Regions from separate parts of the Zea mays genome. Here region 2 is linked to region 1. Evidence: chromatin contacts called from public Hi-C data. All regions are on one chromosome and are shown on one strand. Each heading gives the region's core, a stretch centred on a gene start, on an enhancer-like site or on the middle of the called end of the contact. The rest is flanking DNA. Distances are from core to core; before and after follow the strand shown.

Region 1 (5,036 bases), core at 1,432-3,931:
TTTTCGGACCTTCGGCTTAAAGCCTTCGTCCATGTCGCAATATGAATTTATCATTCCAGCAAATTAATATTGCGAGGGGCTACTGTTGGGGGCCTTCGGCTTCCGAAGGTCCTCAAAAACATAATTTGACAATGTTTTCCAAGTGAAATATGTGAACAGGTATCTTCGTAATCAGGGTACGGGTATACAAGAGTATGGTCAAGACAAAGCTTGAGTGGGATGGAAGGCGATCATGACGAAGGCTAAGATAATCACGAAGCTATGCGCAGAAAAGCTTCGACATGACAGCAGAAAAGGGGAACCGACTTAAAGATGAAAATCCAAATTAGACCTCGAAGAATTACTATAGAGTTATTGATAAATGTAAATGGCATTAATGTAATTTTACACGGGTTGCGTCCCGTGTCTATAAATAGATGAACAGTACTCCCGTACTGTTCATGCTGACTTGGCATTCGCTCTCCGCATTACGCCTGTACCTTTACTTTCCATCAATCCGAAGGTACATTTATAATTTGTTATTGTGGATATGATAATGCAAATAAAAAATAATTTGATGATAATATTCACATTATTATTTATATTTTGTATCATCTGTCGATCCTACGAAGGTTTCTTTCTTCATAACCTTCGTAACCTTCGTCCGGAATTCATTATATCGAAAAGGACATAATGTCTTGAAAGACGAAGAACTTTAACATTTAACACTTTTTATGTTGTCTTGTTCTTAACTCTTAGCATTTGAGAACAAGTCCCCAACACAAATATAGTGTGATTTTTTTATATTTTTAAAAAATAATAAATAAACATCAAATAACTAAGTTATAGTGTATATGGAGAATAGTTACAGATGTTTTGTAAGTAGGAAAGTATTGTTTTTGGAAAAAAATAAAATATAGTGATTATAATAGAAAGTCTACATAATAGAAATGTACTTGGGAATGGTGGGAAAAATGGTATTTAGGTCCGTGAGACCGCGCCTAAGTAGGGATGGTAACATGAAATTTCCCGTCGGGTTTTAGCTCTCCATCCTCATTCATGCGATGAAAAAAAATTCTCCGCGGGGATCTTCACGAACGCTTGCGGAGGACATTTCTTCTCCATCCCTATTCTTCGCAAGGATAAATCCCCGTCAGGGATCCCCGCCTCCGCTTAAATTATAATTAGGACGTACTTCATATGTTATTAATGCAAAGCATTACCATTTATACACATTTTAGATGTAAGAAATCATTATATGTATATCAAAATAAACACATTTGTACAATGAGTGATCTCTTGATAAGGTAATTATTTATTTTTATCATTAACTATTACGTGAAAACGTCATTGCGTGTAAGTTTAACAGGTCACGTAGGGAAAGGGGATGAGAAATGCTTCTCCATCCCATCTTGGTTTATCCGTTGAGGAAGAATTTTTCACCATTTACATCCTCGTGGGAAAAGAAACTTCCATATTCCCATCACTAATGGAGGAATTCCCCGTAAGGAATCAGGGATCGAGTCTCAGTTGCCATCTCTAGCCCCAAGGGCCAAGGCAAAATGAGTCCCACACTCTCACGTAGAGATGGCCAAACGGACCGCCCGACTCGGCCTGGACCCGCTGAAGCCCGACACGGTTTGGGTCTGGCTCACCAGGCACAGTTAGAAAACCGGGTCAAGCCTTGTTTTCTTGTCCAAACCCGGCCCGCTCCATCCCTAAACGGCTCGGCCCGATAAGGACAAAAAAAGCGGACCGGTAAGCACGATTTAGTAAAAAAAGTGAGCTAGACAGGCTTAGAGGTAAACGGGACACGCTAGGCTAGCCCGTCGGGCTTAGTTTTCTGTTTGGGTCCAGCCCGCTTATTTGTGCCAGCCCGATCATGTATAAAAGCGGATCGAATCGGGCTAGTATCAGACCAAAAAACGTGCTTCGGGGTGGGCTTTCGGGCTTTCTGTGCATCTATACTAGTGCTGGGAATATGGACCGGAATTTTTGAGCCAGTACGAGCACGACCCAAAAACAGGAGCCCAAAACACGGACCGACATGAAATAATATGGGCCAAGCTAACATAGGCCGAAGGTGGGCCTAGGTCTGACCTCAAATTCTGGCCCGTCGAGCCCCGACACAGCCCGCACCAATGTTGTTCAATTTTTTTAATTTAATAAGTTATACACTTTATATTGTTGTAATATTTGGGCTTTATATGGTCAAATGATGCTATAATTGTTTAATATCTTTAATTTAGTAAGTTATAGACTTTAAGTGGTTGTAATAATTTGATTTTATGTGACTAAATATATAGCTGAGCTTAGGCCGGCACGACACAACGAAGACATGGCCTAATTTAGGCCGGTGTGAGCCACTGTTTTTATACTTCAACCTGACCTGGTACGGTCCAAAAAAATTTAGGCTTTTTTATCCAAACCTGTTTAGGCCTTGTTCGTATGTCCAGTAGTGGACTAGAAATCATTCTAGCCGATCAAAACTTATATAAATTGGAGAAATAAATCGGCTAGGCCTCTATTAGGGGAGAAACGAACGGCCCCTTAACACACGAAGTATGATGATCGGGCCGGTCCGGAATCTACTCCCATGTCCCATCCGAGTGCTGCAAACACAGGCACACAGCTGCTATCGGATGTCGGAGGCCAAAACCCAGACGCAACGCAACCCACCCCCTCTCTGTCCTCTCCGTCCTGAACTCGCGCCTCGCTTCGTCTCTCCCATTCCCACCCGCTGAAGCTTCAAGGAGCTTCTCGTCTGAGACCGAGCTAACGAGCTCACCGGCGGGCAGGATGCTGGCGGCGTCCACCAAGGTCGGCTCTAGGCTGGCCTCTCCGCACGCCTCCTTGTCCGCCGGTGCTGCGGCGGCGGCACTGGCGAGCTCCCCCGTGCTGGGCTCTGGGATGCTCCCAGGCGCCGGGTTCGGCGAGACGGGGAGTCACCACGCGGCAGACGCGCCGCCGGCGCTGCCTTGCAGTTCCTCGGGCGATTCAAGGTGAGCATCGGAGTTCAGAATTCAGAACCGTGAGGCCAGACTTTGGTAGTGCCATTGCTTGATCTCGTGATCAGGGCCTCAGGGGCCTCAATTGTTCGTTCGCAACTGATCTAGTGACTACCTGAGTCCATTGGTCCCTTCAGAGGAGTTAGGTTCCCAATGATTGATCAACTCCTAACTCACACCCTGCAAAAAGGGAAATGCTCAGTGATTTCTCAGGATCGGAATAGTTGCTTTTCTCATCATTGTTTACTTCAGCTAAATCTCAACTTCTTGAGTTCTTGTCTGTAATAGGGAATATTATCAGTGGAAGAGACTGGTGAATCAAAGGCAGTCAACGCTAGATGGAGGCAAAGTGCCTGCTGCATTGGGCCACCATGTTTTTGGTGCGGGCTGTTCCTCACGGAACCAACATATCTACAGATATTTTTCATCTTCTCATCAAGGGAGTATATGGGCCGGGAGCAAGGTGTGTTGAAGTATCATACCCATTCATTGGTTTGGTTTACTTGCTATTCTTTTGTAGACTACAGAGATGATCTAACTGTTATTTTCAGATGCTTGTTCCAAACAACTTGGCGATGTGCTTTACATTAGACTTCCAATCATTATTATTTTAAGTAAGTTCCTATTCCAGGTTCTACATGACCTGCCAGGGTATGTAAAAATTGTGGAAGTAGGGCCACGAGATGGTCTACAGAACGAGAAGGACATCGTGCCAACACCTGTAAAGGTTGAGCTTATACGAAGATTGGCCACATCTGGATTACCTGTTGTGGAGGCAACGAGTTTTGTATCTCCAAAATGGGTACCTCAGGTATAGTGCTTTACAAAATCTCTGGAGAACATTCAGATTAGACACCTGTTTTATCTGCACCTATTGTACACATTGATTTTCTCAGGACCCTGATTTACAACTTGGGTTTTTCTTCAATATGTAATTGAATTTTCATGGAGCAGGCAGGACTGAGGCTGTTTATATATCTTTTTAGATATATTTGTCGCTAGTTATGTTGTGTAGCATTCCAGAGTTGTGAAACAAATAATCCTCCTGTTTATCATAAAGATGATTCTCTTGTGCCTATATGTCAGAAATGTCGTACCTGTTCCAAAGTATTAAAGTTTTTTCCCCTCATAAACTAAATTGGTATAGTTTTTTTTTTCCTTTTTAGTAAAAATTTAGAAAATGGTGAGACCATTGACATCAGAAAAGGCATTTGGATTGGGTTCTGATTTGTTTACTTTGCCTAAATGAGCGTGAGCATAATTCTACTCTTTCATTGGAGTGTCACCAGAGATTTCATGGAGTGAATATAACATCATGGAAATTTGTCAGCTACACAAAACCCCTTTCCAGTGTCATCAGAAGATTGCTGCAATATGGTGGTTACTCTGTGTGGACCCTCGGCAGGAATATGCCTCTCTCTAAAGGCTCTGAATGGAATTTATTGTGTCAGGTCGTGCCAATAGAATCAGTTAGTACCTTGGATCCTATAGAACCTTGGTATCTTTGTTTTTACCTTCACAGCTAATATTCCTCTAGTATCATAGCTGTTGGGACGGAGTACATCTGTTTTCAGAAGTGAACATATACATAGCTTCTCCAGTTTAATTGATCCTGGCAAGCCTGGTGCAGTGGTGAGAGCTGTCTCACCGAGTCACCAGGTCGTGGGTTTGAAGCAACCTCTCTGCATTTGTGAGGGGAAGACTCTCGGTTTATCCATCCCTAGACCCTAATCATGTTCAGGCAGGGTAATATCAGAACTAAGGACGACAGTGATCTCTTGATTATACTCCTATGATTCATGCATTGTTCTTTTCATATTTACAGGCATTGATGTTTTCTTCTTAAGTTCTTATGTTTCACTAAAATTACCTTTCTTTTTCTTGCCTGCCATGTAATGACCAGTTAATCTCAATAATACTATTTTTTTATTATTGTAGTTAGCTGATGCGAAGGATGTTATGGAAGCAGTTCGGACTATGGGGGGTGTACGTTTTCCTGTATTGACTCCAAACCTTAAGGTGAAGTATGTTCATTCAATTGGCCTGTAT
Region 2 (5,036 bases), core at 1,434-3,933, 150 kb after region 1:
TGAACTTGTGAGTCTGAGTGTCTGCGTGAGCCTAAGTTGGGTCTGCCTCGTAACGTCGTGTGCCCTCCCTTTTATAGCTCAAGGGGGGCACGTACAAGGGTGCTGAGCCCCGACATGTGGGCCCAAGGCAAAACGGAGGGAATACAAATAGAAGTATCCGATGCCAGTGTCGCCCAGAAGATCTCCGAGCGCCATAATGTTCGTAGTCTATATAGTATTAATATCTCACAGCTGCTTCCTCGGTAACGTGCGGGCCATGATGAGTATAGTGTATGCCGCAGCATGGGCGTACTGCCTACCAACGGAATGGACATGCACGCGCGCCTGCAGGATGGCCTGGTCGCTGTCCGTCAACGGAGTGGACAGGGCAGATTAAATGCTGAGGCGGCACATCGCCTGCCAGCGGAGTGGCAGCGCTCATTAAATGCTGCGGCGGCACATCACCTGCCAGTAGAATAGACAGGCGGCACACCTTATCCGCAATAAATGCAGCTGTCGCGCGGCCCAGAGGCCTTACGTCAAGCTCCGCCCGCCGGCTTACGTCACGGGCGATAGGTCACGTGGCAGCATTGGGACTCCGCATGAGCGGGGAGCAGTAACGTACACGGTATGGTCCAGACACGTGTCGGCTCCGGACCCCCGCCCGGCCTTGATTAAGGCCTGAGTATTCTTTGTCCCAGAATCCCGAGACTCTGCTGAGAGTGAGCCGGACCCCACACAGAGAGGTCCGGGACCCGTCCCGGGGGTCTGGTCTGTACCCGCGGAGGTCCTGGACCCTGCCCGGAGGTCCGGTCCGTATATGCAGGGGTCCTACACTTTCCCATGGGGGTCTGAACCCACCGTTGATACCTTGGAGGATATCGTCTTCTCTGGCCACGTGGCGGCCCCGGAGCCGTCCACGTGGTGGGGTCGGGTGCTGTTCCCCACGCGGCTAGAGATAGCCGCGCGGGCACCATGTCTTTATGCTGTAGTAAGGGGTACCCCTGTTTCAGGGTACCGACAAAATCCAACACTCTTGTATGAGCATATAAGAAGGCAGTCACATGTCTTGCACTAGCAGTTGTTTTCTCAACAACTCCAAGCTTTACAAGGTCCTCGAGCATGAGATCGAGGCAGTGAGTAAAACATACATTCCAAAAAATGGAGGGTCTCTTTGCTGTCAATAGACTTGTTGATGTTGTATTGCCACTAGCATTATTTGTGACCACCTACACAACATGTTCCTATCCTATCTCTTGTATGCATCTATCCACAAGATCAAAAATATATTTGACATCCTTATTGACAGCTGAGCAGTCCATAAAATCCAAGAAACAAACCCCTTGAGCACTATGGACAACTAAATTCATCCCCTACCCTTTCTATCTGTCCATGCATCTGGCATAATTGTACAACCTATGAGTTGTCATGATTCTTGGTGGCTCTTAAATCTATCCAACACCTTTTCCTTGCATTTTCAAGAATGGTCTGCTCGTCTCATATGGACTAGGACCTCTCAAACCTCTACCAAATGCTCCAACTACCTCAATCGTATGAGCAAAGCTAGGAAGGGTGGCTGTGTTATGTGCAATACTATCTTCATAAAAGAAGTGAGATATATATTCACAAGCTCTATCCCTCCTCTCCTCTCTTTTCTGAGTTGTCAATTGCGTTTGAGTTTTTTTGGCTAGTGCTCAATCCTCTTTTGTTCTTTTGGACAAAATCTTCAATAGACCCAGGTTTGTAGAATTTATCAATATTGCCACCAATTGTTGTTAATCTAGAGCTACTGCCACCTTTTGTTGACTTGAGCACAATAACCTCATCCCCATATTCACTATCTTCTTCACTTGACCTATCACCTCCTGAGTTATCAAGATCAATTTTATCCCTTTCTCTTTGCTTTTCCTTCCTTTTTTGCTCATTTGCATACTCTTTGTAAACAAAGTCATCATCTCTTCTTTAACAGGAGTTGGAAATTTCTTGCACTTAGAAACATTGAAGCCTGCAATGTTAGCAAGATGGTACTTTACTTTTGTAATTCTATCATTGATCAACTTGTCACAATAGTTATACTTTAGTGAATACTTCTTTAAATATGGACAATAGCAATGCTTCCATGCAGGACCATCTGACTTGATAGTTGTTGTTGGTGATTGTGTTATTGAAGCAGAGGCAACACTCGATGTGGTATCTATAAAAATAAAAATGCTAATTTGCAATTCAATAACCAACCAAATTTATTTTTTATAATGATTTGTGAAGTAAATGACAGCAGACAGGAAAAAACCTATCTATTAGATTCTAATTCAGGTTCAACAATTCAAAATATAATGCTAGATTCTAATAGATGTAGAAAAAATGAAATTCGTTAATCCATCTAGTATCTACTTCACAATTCACATATCAATAAGCATCTAATCACCTAGTTTAAAGCCGGTTCATCTCTAATACGATAAATCGTCTTTATGCTGTATACAACGCAAAGCGATACCGACTCTGATAATTCGTATCAGTCGGTATCACCCAGTGTGGCAGCAGCGTTGGCGGGTTAAATGGGTGATCGATGCGACGACCGACCACCCGTTTCTGGTCTTTTTGGATGAGTGCTTACCCGCCTGATTTCAAAAAATAATCTGAAAGTAAAAATTCCAAAAAATCTATTTTTTTAAAAAAAAAGGATGTGGCGGCTGATAGTGGAGGCAGTAAAAAAAAGTTCACGCGCATGGTCGGTCTGCGACTGCCTCTGACCGCTGACCGCACTGCTCCCTTCTCCTGTTCTCTCTCCCCACTTCGAGACTTCCTCCATTCGCGGTTTGCCTCTCTGCCTGCCTCCCTCAGATCCTCCCTAAGATTGCCATGGCGGACCAGCTCACCGACGACCAGATCGCCGAGTTCAAGGAAGCATTCAGCCTCTTCGACAAGGACGGCGACGGTATTCTCCTCGCCCCCGCTCTCTCTCCCTCTCTCCTGACGTGCGCGGCTTGATGTGGCATGGTAGGTTCACGCCACTGAAGCGACGGGAGATCTCACATGACCGCTGGCTGTGTCCATGACATCTCACATCAAGCGGATCGCGGGGTAGATTTGGATGTGTGTTTTTTTAACTCTCGGGGTATCTCGGACATGTAGATGCAGATCTCACGTCCTCTTATCTCTTGCGGGCTCTATCATGTTACGACTAGTTCTTGCAATTTCTGAGTATGGTCCCCAACGAGGAGACAATTGCTTTTGGCAACGGAGCCGCGTGAAGGTGTCACCTGGGCGGAAATCTGGACGCAGATCGACCTGGTGGCTCTAGTATCCGACGATTGGAGGTTGTATGGAATTCCAGCTAGGAATCATTCCATACCACGGGAGTTCCCCCATTATGGTCAACCGGGATAGCGATAGTAGGAAGCGTGGGATCATGTGAGGAGGTGGTAAAAAGTACCCGAACGTGTGAGGAGGTTAGCGGCAGATGCTGCTGCCTGCAGCTTGGATGTAGCGCAGGACACAGCGTGGTGTGATCTAGTTATAAGAGCATGTTGAGTCACTAGTTAGTTTTGGCAGGAATACCTTGAAGGTGGTGAACTGTTAGCAACCCCTCACGGATCACCAACAATAAGAGCAGCAAGGAAGAAATTAGATGGAGGATTAGAACACAGAATGGGGAATGAAGAGAGACAGCCGGAGGAGGAAGACGAGCACTGAGTTCTGTGTCTTGAATATTTCTCTCATCGCCTGATCTGTTCTCCTTTTTAGATAACTCCACGCATTTTCATTCTCAGTCTCTAGCTAGCCTCCTGTAATAGGACTTAGCCCATTTTCTGCAATCCAATACATCCAAAGAGGACGTAGGGTATTACGCTTCGGCGGCCCGAACCTCCATAAAACCCTTGTCTCCCTTGTCGTGCTTAAGGTGTTTGTCGTGGTCATCTCCTGGTAACCGGGCTGGGCCCCTGGGTTGTGGTAAGCAGTAGAGCAGCACACAAAGATCCCTTGTCGAATATTTACGGTGGTATTGTCCTTGTACCCCCATAACAAGGTTTAGACCCTTTGTGTAGTCCAATTCTAATCGGTAAGTTATTCGTGTCTCTATTACTTGTTCGAACACTAGTCACAATATTATTGTATATGTTCTTAATGAGTCCAGCTTACTTCGTTGGAACTTTATGTCCAATGCTCACAACATAACCTTTCTTGGTATTTTCTCATAAGCCTTCTCCAAGTCAATAAAAACCATATGTAGATCTTTCTGCTCCCTATACTACTTCATCACTTGTCTTATGAATAAAATGGCTTCTATGGTTTACCTTTCGGGTATAAACCAAATTGGCTCATAGAGTTCCTCGTTATTTCTCTCAGACGGTGCTCGATAATTCTCCCATAGCTTCATAGTGTGGCTCATCAACTTATTTTTCCGGTAATTAGTACAACTTTGAATATCTCCCTTATTCTTATATATCAGTACTAATATACTTAACTTGTTGCATCTTGTTCAATCGAAAGATATGGTTGAACAACTTTGTTAGCTATATTATAGCTATGTTCTCGAGACATCTTCATGGCTCCATTGGGATACCATTATAGCACATCGCCTTTCCCCTTTTATCCTTTTCAATATCTCTCTAACCTTAGATTTTTGGATCGTACGTACAAAACTCTTATTGGTGTCATCAAAATAGTGATCCAACTAAAAGTTTGTGTCCTCATTTTTCTCACCGAACAGTTTATCAAAATACTATCGCCATCTATGTTTGATCTTATTCTAGTTCACCAAGACCTGCTCCATTTCATTCTTAATGCACTTTAACTTGTTTGGAATCTCTTGTCTTCCTCTTACAGATCCTTCTCTCCTACTCAAACACCAGTTCTGTATGGATATTTATGTCTGCAGTTCTGCACTAATGTTATTGAAATCATGGAGTTTAGTTGTAGTTTGTATTGCAGTATAATATGAACCAAATCTCTTCACAGCTTATCAACAAGTGCTCGTTAAATTTGGGTTTGTGTTTTTAGGGAGTCTTAACCATATTAAAATCCATTATCATGCATTTGAACACCTGCAAATTATA

Evidence for each region. Hi-C and Micro-C count contacts between places; a contact is called where the count stands out from the background.
Region 2: a Hi-C map of leaf shows a contact between it and region 1, with 3 times the contacts expected there. The contact joins the promoter of LOC103634668 here to the promoter of LOC100193689 in region 1. A contact is called at or near these places in 4 of 25 Hi-C or Micro-C datasets (ear, leaf and tassel).

What each region holds. Positions count from the first base shown.
Region 1 is chr8:3,734,891-3,739,926 of Zm-B73-REFERENCE-NAM-5.0, forward strand. It overlaps LOC100193689 (hydroxymethylglutaryl-CoA lyase), which reads left to right and starts at 2,682. Exons shown (of 8, transcript NM_001138781.1): 1 at 2,682-2,981; 2 at 3,276-3,450; 3 at 3,619-3,798; 4 at 4,926-5,006. The coding sequence starts at 2,779.
Region 2 is chr8:3,883,390-3,888,425 of Zm-B73-REFERENCE-NAM-5.0, forward strand. LOC103634668 (calmodulin) reads left to right here and starts at 2,684. Exons shown (of 2, transcript NM_001112020.2): 1 at 2,684-2,914. The coding sequence starts at 2,839.